2 separate regions of the Ovis aries genome follow, and region 1 is linked to region 2. A link is a contact called in public Hi-C data. All regions are on one chromosome and are shown on one strand. The core of a region is the stretch at or near the end of the contact, and the rest is flanking DNA. Distances in the headings are between cores, read along the strand shown. Region 1 holds the start of DDX10 (DEAD-box helicase 10). Region 2 holds the start of CUL5 (cullin 5).

Region 1 (3,257 bases), core at 215-2,714, 770 kb before region 2:
AATGAAATAAGTATATTAAGGATGGGTGATGTTCAGAGACGCAACTCTGGCATAATGGTTAAAAGCAAAGGCTTCGGAATCAGAGATATGAGTCTTGGTTCCAATCCCACACCACTTAATACATGTGAGAGCTAAAGACAAGTTTCTTATTCTCCTGGATCCTCAAGGTTCTCATCTGTAAAAGGGAAATAAGACCCAATACCTCAGATCAAGTCAAATAATTAATGTAAACCACATGGTGAGTGGCTTACAATGTGTCATTATTTACCATTAGGTTGTATTATTTTTACGAACATTACAAAATCACTGCAGATGGGGACTGAAGTCATGAAATTAAAAGATGCTTGCGCCTTGGAAGGAAAGTTATGACCACCCTAGACAGCATATTAAAAAGCAGAGACATTACTTAACCAACCAAGGTCCGTCTAGTCAAAGCTATGATTTTTCCAGTAGTCATGTATGGATGTGAGAGTTGGACTATGAAGAAAGTTGAGCGCCGAAGAATTGATACTTTTGAACTGTGGTGTTGGAGAAGACTCTTGAGAGTCCCTTGGACTGCAAGGAGAGCCAACCAGTCCATCCTAAAGGAAATCAATCCTGAATATTCATTGGAAGGACTGATGCTGAAGCTGAAACTCCAATACTTTGGCCACCTGATGCGAAGAACTGACTCATCTGAAAAGAGCCTGATGCTGGGAAAGATTAAAGGCAGGAGGAGAAGGGGACGACAAAGGATAAGATGGTTGGATGGCATCACCGACTCAATGGCCAAGAGTCTGAATAAACTCCGGGAGTTGGTGATGGGCAGGGAGGTCTGGCGTGCTGCAGTAGTCCTGGGGTCACAAAGAGTCGGACACGACTGAGCGACTGAACTGAACTGATAACTATAATAGCAATTAATCTCCTTATGCTTAAGCACTACTACATTTTCCCCATTTTATCAAAACCATTGTAGTGAGCCAGAGGGCGGCCTGGTCGGTCAGGAGGCCTGGGCTTGGCACCCAGCAGACCACCTGTGGCCTCAATGGAGCCCCCGGAGGCACCTCGCATCCCACCCCCTTCTCCTGCTCCCCAGGCAAGGTCCCAGTGACCGGTCGGCCCGCTCGCCCATGCAGCCCAGTGCGGCAAGGACATGCGGCCCCGCGCCCCCTCCCCGGCGCCGGCCTCACCTTCTCGTAATTCTGCATGAGGCGGCTGATAACCTCGCGCTCGACCTGCCACTCGGGTTTCTTCAGCTGCTTCCTCAACTGCTTCTTTTGGCTCTGCTTGTGGCTGTGTTTCTTCTTCCAACGATTGAAGCTCCGCACCGGGTCGGGCCGGGCTCCCGTAGCCCGAGAGTCCGCGGTTTTTCCCATCGCGGCGGCGACGGCGACAGCCCACAGCTCGGTGAGACTTGAGACCTCTCGGGCCAGGCGCGGAGATCACGCACTGAGAGGACGCGGAACCGGCGTGGGGCGAGAGCACGAATGCGCAGGCGCGAAACCAGAAGCCCACCCCCCCCCGCCCTGAGCTTTTAAAACCGGGGCACGCGCCGTCCACAGCCAGGGAAAACTGGATGGTGATTGGCGACTTGGAATTCGCGGGGCGGAGCGAATGAGTCTCTGGTGGAAGTAGAGGCGGAGCAGTCTGAGGAAGAGGACCGGGCTGAGTGGCTCCTAAAGCATGCAGTCGCTTTAAATAGGCGCACGAGCCCTGCTTGCTGTTACTATGGTGACGTCATACAACCTAACTCTTAAAAGGCTGTTACTTTGCCCTGCGTTTTCCTTGGAAAACCGCAGGCTAACACACATCCCGCAAACCCCAGTATACATCCACACAAAATCTGTGGATTAGAATTGTGATCCTCGTTTTTCACGTTTCAGCCCGGGGAGCGGAATGATTTGCTATTGTGTTAATTCTTTGTTGTTGTTTTTTAATATTTTACCCTCTAAGTATAGAGTCTGTGGGGTTTCCAGGTGGCTCAATGGTGAAAAATACACCTAGGAGACCCAAGTTCATTCCCTGGGTCGGAAAGATCCCCTGGAGCAGAAAACGGCAACCCACTCCAGTATTCTTGCCTGAAAACTCCCATAGGCAGAGGAGCTTGGCGGGCTACAGTCCATGGGGTGGCAGAGTCCGACACGACTGAACGAGTGAGCACGTACATAGTCTTTAGTCCATAGCACTAATAGCTGCATGTATGCTTTTGAAATCCAACTTCAATTTTGAACGTTTAACATTTTGCTGACATACATTTTCATTCTCTTTATCATTTCTTGAAACATGATAAATACCAATCTTTGCACCTATTTGCATTTTTTTCATTCATTGATAGTTTTCAATAAGAACAAATTCCTTCAAGGTACAATAAACAGAATCTAATAAGTTTTCACTATTTTAGAAAGTTTCTATTTTTAAAAAAGTTTCCAAAACTTCCACCTGTGCTGCTTATTTTTATTTTTTAATATGTATCTATTTGACTGTGTTGGGTCTTCGTTGCAAGATATAACATAAGAGCTTTGTATTTTATCTCAAATGTGTAAAAGTTCGAAAGAGTATATACCCCCCAAAACTGCTAAATTTCAACATTGACTATTTTTGCCTAATGACATTTTATGAGAACAAAGAAACAGGCACTATTACATAATCATCTAATTGCTAAATTATTGTGATAAAATATGTACTTTGGGGATCTTATTTTGACTGCAGAGTCAGAGGATGCCCCCCCTTTTTTAAAAAAACAAATCTGAGTTTTAACAAATAACAAATGTTGGTAAGAATGTAGGAAAAAGGAAACCCTCATACAGTGTTGGTGGGAATGTAAATTGGTGCAGCTGGGAAACATTATGGAGGTTTCTCTAAAAAAAGAACAATCATAGGACCCAGCATTCCACTTCTGGGTATGTATCTGGAAAAAAGAAAAAGCATTAGTTCAAAAAGATACATGCATCCCAATGTTCATAGCAACATCATTCACAATTGTCAAGATATGGCAGCAACCTATATATCCATCAAGAGATGAATGAATAAACAAGTGGTAGTGTACATACATACATATACATATATATACACACACACACAAACATATGGTTATATGATGGAATATACATATACAATGTATATCCCATCCATATAAAATGGAATATTACTCAGCCATAAAGAAAGAATGAAATTTTGCCATTTGCAGCAATGTGTATGGACTTGGAGCACATTAAGCTAAGTGAAATAAGTCAGACAGAAAGACAAACACTATATGATATAACTTATATGTGGAATCT
Region 2 (3,229 bases), core at 729-3,228:
AAGAAGTGAGTTACTCAACTCCCATGAACTTGTCTTCTTAGAGAAACAGCAGTAGTAACTGTAGCAATTTATGTGTATTGCATGCCAGTTAAGATCCAGTCGCTGTTTTAAGATTATACATATACTAACTCAATCTTCACAAAGTTCCTATGAAGTAAGTGCTATTGATAATTTCACTATATTGATGAGGAAACTCAGGAACGGAGAGAAACTTGCCCAAAGTCATGGAGCAGAAATTCTAAGTAGCAGAAATTAGGTCTAGTTCTAGGTCCCTCCCTCTTTTAAAAGAAGACACGGGGTTGGGTAGGAGGGGAGGGGCGGGGCGGGGAGGGGCGGGGGCGGTGTATATATGTTTGTTAGTTGCTCAGTAGTGTCACTCTTTGTGACCCTCTGAACTGTAGCCGACCAGGCTCCTCTATCCATGGAATTCTCCAGGCAAGAACACTGGAGTGGGTTGCCATTCCCTTCTCCAAAAGAAGACACACTGCCTCTAAAATTAGTAAAATTAGAGGGACTAATACAGTTAGTATCAGTAGTCTAAAGAAGACAAGAGTGAGGTTACAGTAAGTTTTAATATATTTTCTATTCTCTATCAACACTGTCTGAAGGCCTAATTGACAGGGTTTTTGAGGGAGAAGTAGTTCATCCACTACCCCCATTTCAGTAGTACTTTTAAGGTATAAAGTATTGCCTACTACAAACATACCACAGACGAAACTAGTGTCAGGTCTTCCTCCTTCTCCTCTCAACTTTGTAACTGATGGTAAAGAATCCGCTTCTCTAGGCCTAGATCCCCCTTGCTATCCCAAATACATAAAACTAACTTTAACGGTTGTCTTTGATAAGGCAACTTTCCTAAGCCCTAAGACAACGGCAGTGCTTCCACTGTAGTCATCTGGTTGCGTGCTGTAATGGGGTTGAGGAACAGTTTCCTAAGTTAAAAAGGGTAAACATACGAACTCAAGAAAGGAAGAACAGAAGAGAAGGTGTAGCCCGCAGTTAAGGGAGGGAGTTGGGGCTTCAGGCGCTGCCGTCTGACTTGGAATTCCGCGCAGACAGAATGAGAAGAGAAACTGAGGAGGTGGGGATCCAAGTCATTAAAACCTGTTAGCAACATTTTCTGGGATTTTCTTTTCTTTTTTTTTTTTTTAATGCGTCTCAAGACTCCCGCTTCAGAAGAAACTGAGACCCTAAGGACACTAACTGACCGATCCGTCAGGACGCTGCACCACCTTTCTTCCGGGGTCCCGAGCCAGCGCTGGCCCCTTGAGACCACTGCCCGCCGTCGGCCCTCGGCCGGGCCTTTCATACACCAGGCAACCGGCACCAGGGACAACCAGGGCCTCTCGACCCCAAGGCCGGAGAATCGCGTTCCACTCCTCGGCGGCTGCCTCCCTGGCTTCCCTTCCGGTAGACAACCCCTGAACACTCCCCCATTTCGCCGCTGAACCAGAACCGAGCCATTCCCCGAGAGCTGAACCCACCGCTCCCGGAGTAGAAATCCAAGACGGACTGAGGGTCTTACCTTTAACAGATTAGACGTCGCCATATTCCTTCAACTTAGACTCTCGCGAGACCGCGCGAGATTTCGTGGAGCTCCGTGCCAGGCCACTACTGCAGGCCCGAGTGTCCCACCTGGGCCGAGGGGCCCCCCGGCCCGCACTGTGGATGTGGTGGGCGCCGGCGTGCACACAGCGCTGACCTCGTCCCTCACTCCCGGAGCTTCCTCGCTCTTCCCTCCCTACATGGTCACCGGGGCCTCCCCGTACGAGAGAGCTCATGCAAACACTCGGGGAGACGGCAGCGGCGAAAGGTGAGAGGGAACAGGAGCCGACCTGAAATCGGAAGAGGAAGCATCGGCTCCACGAGCCTCCCCACTCCTTCAGATGAGCCTCTGTGGTGGCACCCGCAGAGGCCACTGGCAACGAATTTAGCTCGGTTTGGGACCGGCCGCTCTGGTTCGGCGGCCGCGTCACGTGACGCGGCAGGCGGGGCCGCGCTCGGGAGCGAGCGTGGGAGCCTGAAAGCGTCGTGGGCCCAGAACACGCCGCGAGGGCGAGGGGACGCCCTCTGCTGGCAGGAGTATGTGTCTTCCACCGCCGCGTGCTGTGGGGAGGTTACGAAAAAGACGTTATCCTGAGTGAAATGCTTGTAATAGCTGTTTTCAAGAACTGGCGCATAGAAGGGCCCCAAGAAATATTTGTTTGCATGAATCAATGAATCCATGCACGAACGTGTTAACTATTAATATTTCTACTCAAGAGGGCCTGGCACTGAAATAACCTCTAAGAGGTTGATCAGGTATACCAGCACATCCTATACCCTAAGACCCCTACGCTTTATCACTTCAGACCTCAAACCACTGGCCAAATAAAGGGAATATAATTTATATGTAGAATCTACAATATACCTGTGTGTGCTTTTGAACTGTGGCATTGGAGAAGACTCTTGAGAGTCCCTTGGACTGCAAGGAGATCCAACCAGTCCATTCTAAAGGAGATCAGCCCTGGGTGTTCTTTGGAAGGAATGATGCTAAAGCTGAAACCCCAGTACTTTGGCCACCTCATGTGAAGAGTTGACTCACTGTAAAAGACTCTGATGCTGGGAGGGATTGGGGGCAGGAGGAAAAGGGGATGACAGAGGATGAGATGGCTGGATGGCCTCACCGACTGGATGGACGTGATTTTGAGTGAACTCCAGGAGTTGGTGATGGACAGGGAGGCCTGGCGTGCTGCAATTCACAGGGTCGCAAAGAGTCGGACACAACTGAGCGACTGAACTGAATTGAACAATATACCCAGTATTGTATTCTACACATTTCCGAACTGTTCATTCATACATAAAATGTGAGAAATAAGTTAGAGCTATAGAGTCCCTTGGACTGCAAGATCCAACCAGTCCATTCTGAAGGAGATCAACCCTGGGATTTCTTTGGAAGGAATGATGCTAAAGCTGAAACTCCAGTACTTTGGCCACCTCATGAGAAGAGTTGACTCATTGGAAAAGACTCTGATGCTGGGAGGGATTGGGGGCAGGAGGAGAAGGGGACGACAGAGGATGAGATGGCTGGATGGCATCACGGACTCGATGGGCGTGAGTCTGAGTGAACTCCAGGAGATGGTGATGAACAGGGAGGCCTGGCGTGCTGTGATTCATGGGGTCGCAAAGAGTCAGACACGACTGAGCGACTGAACTGAACTGAATAGAGTAAAATAAAGCAGAGAAGAGG

Evidence for each region. Hi-C and Micro-C count contacts between places; a contact is called where the count stands out from the background.
Region 1: a contact with region 2 is called in a Hi-C map of muscle, with 5 times the contacts expected there. The contact joins the promoter of DDX10 here to the promoter of CUL5 in region 2. A contact is called at or near these places in 5 of 16 Hi-C or Micro-C datasets (blood, hypothalamus, muscle and 1 more).

Annotation. Positions count from the first base shown.
Region 1 is chr15:18,040,618-18,043,874 of ARS-UI_Ramb_v3.0, reverse strand. It overlaps DDX10 (DEAD-box helicase 10), which reads right to left and starts at 1,464. Exons shown (of 18, transcript XM_004016001.6): 1 at 1,170-1,464. The coding sequence starts at 1,355.
Region 2 is chr15:17,272,452-17,275,680 of ARS-UI_Ramb_v3.0, reverse strand. CUL5 (cullin 5) reads right to left here and starts at 1,978. Exons shown (of 18, transcript XM_042232882.2): 1 at 1,526-1,978.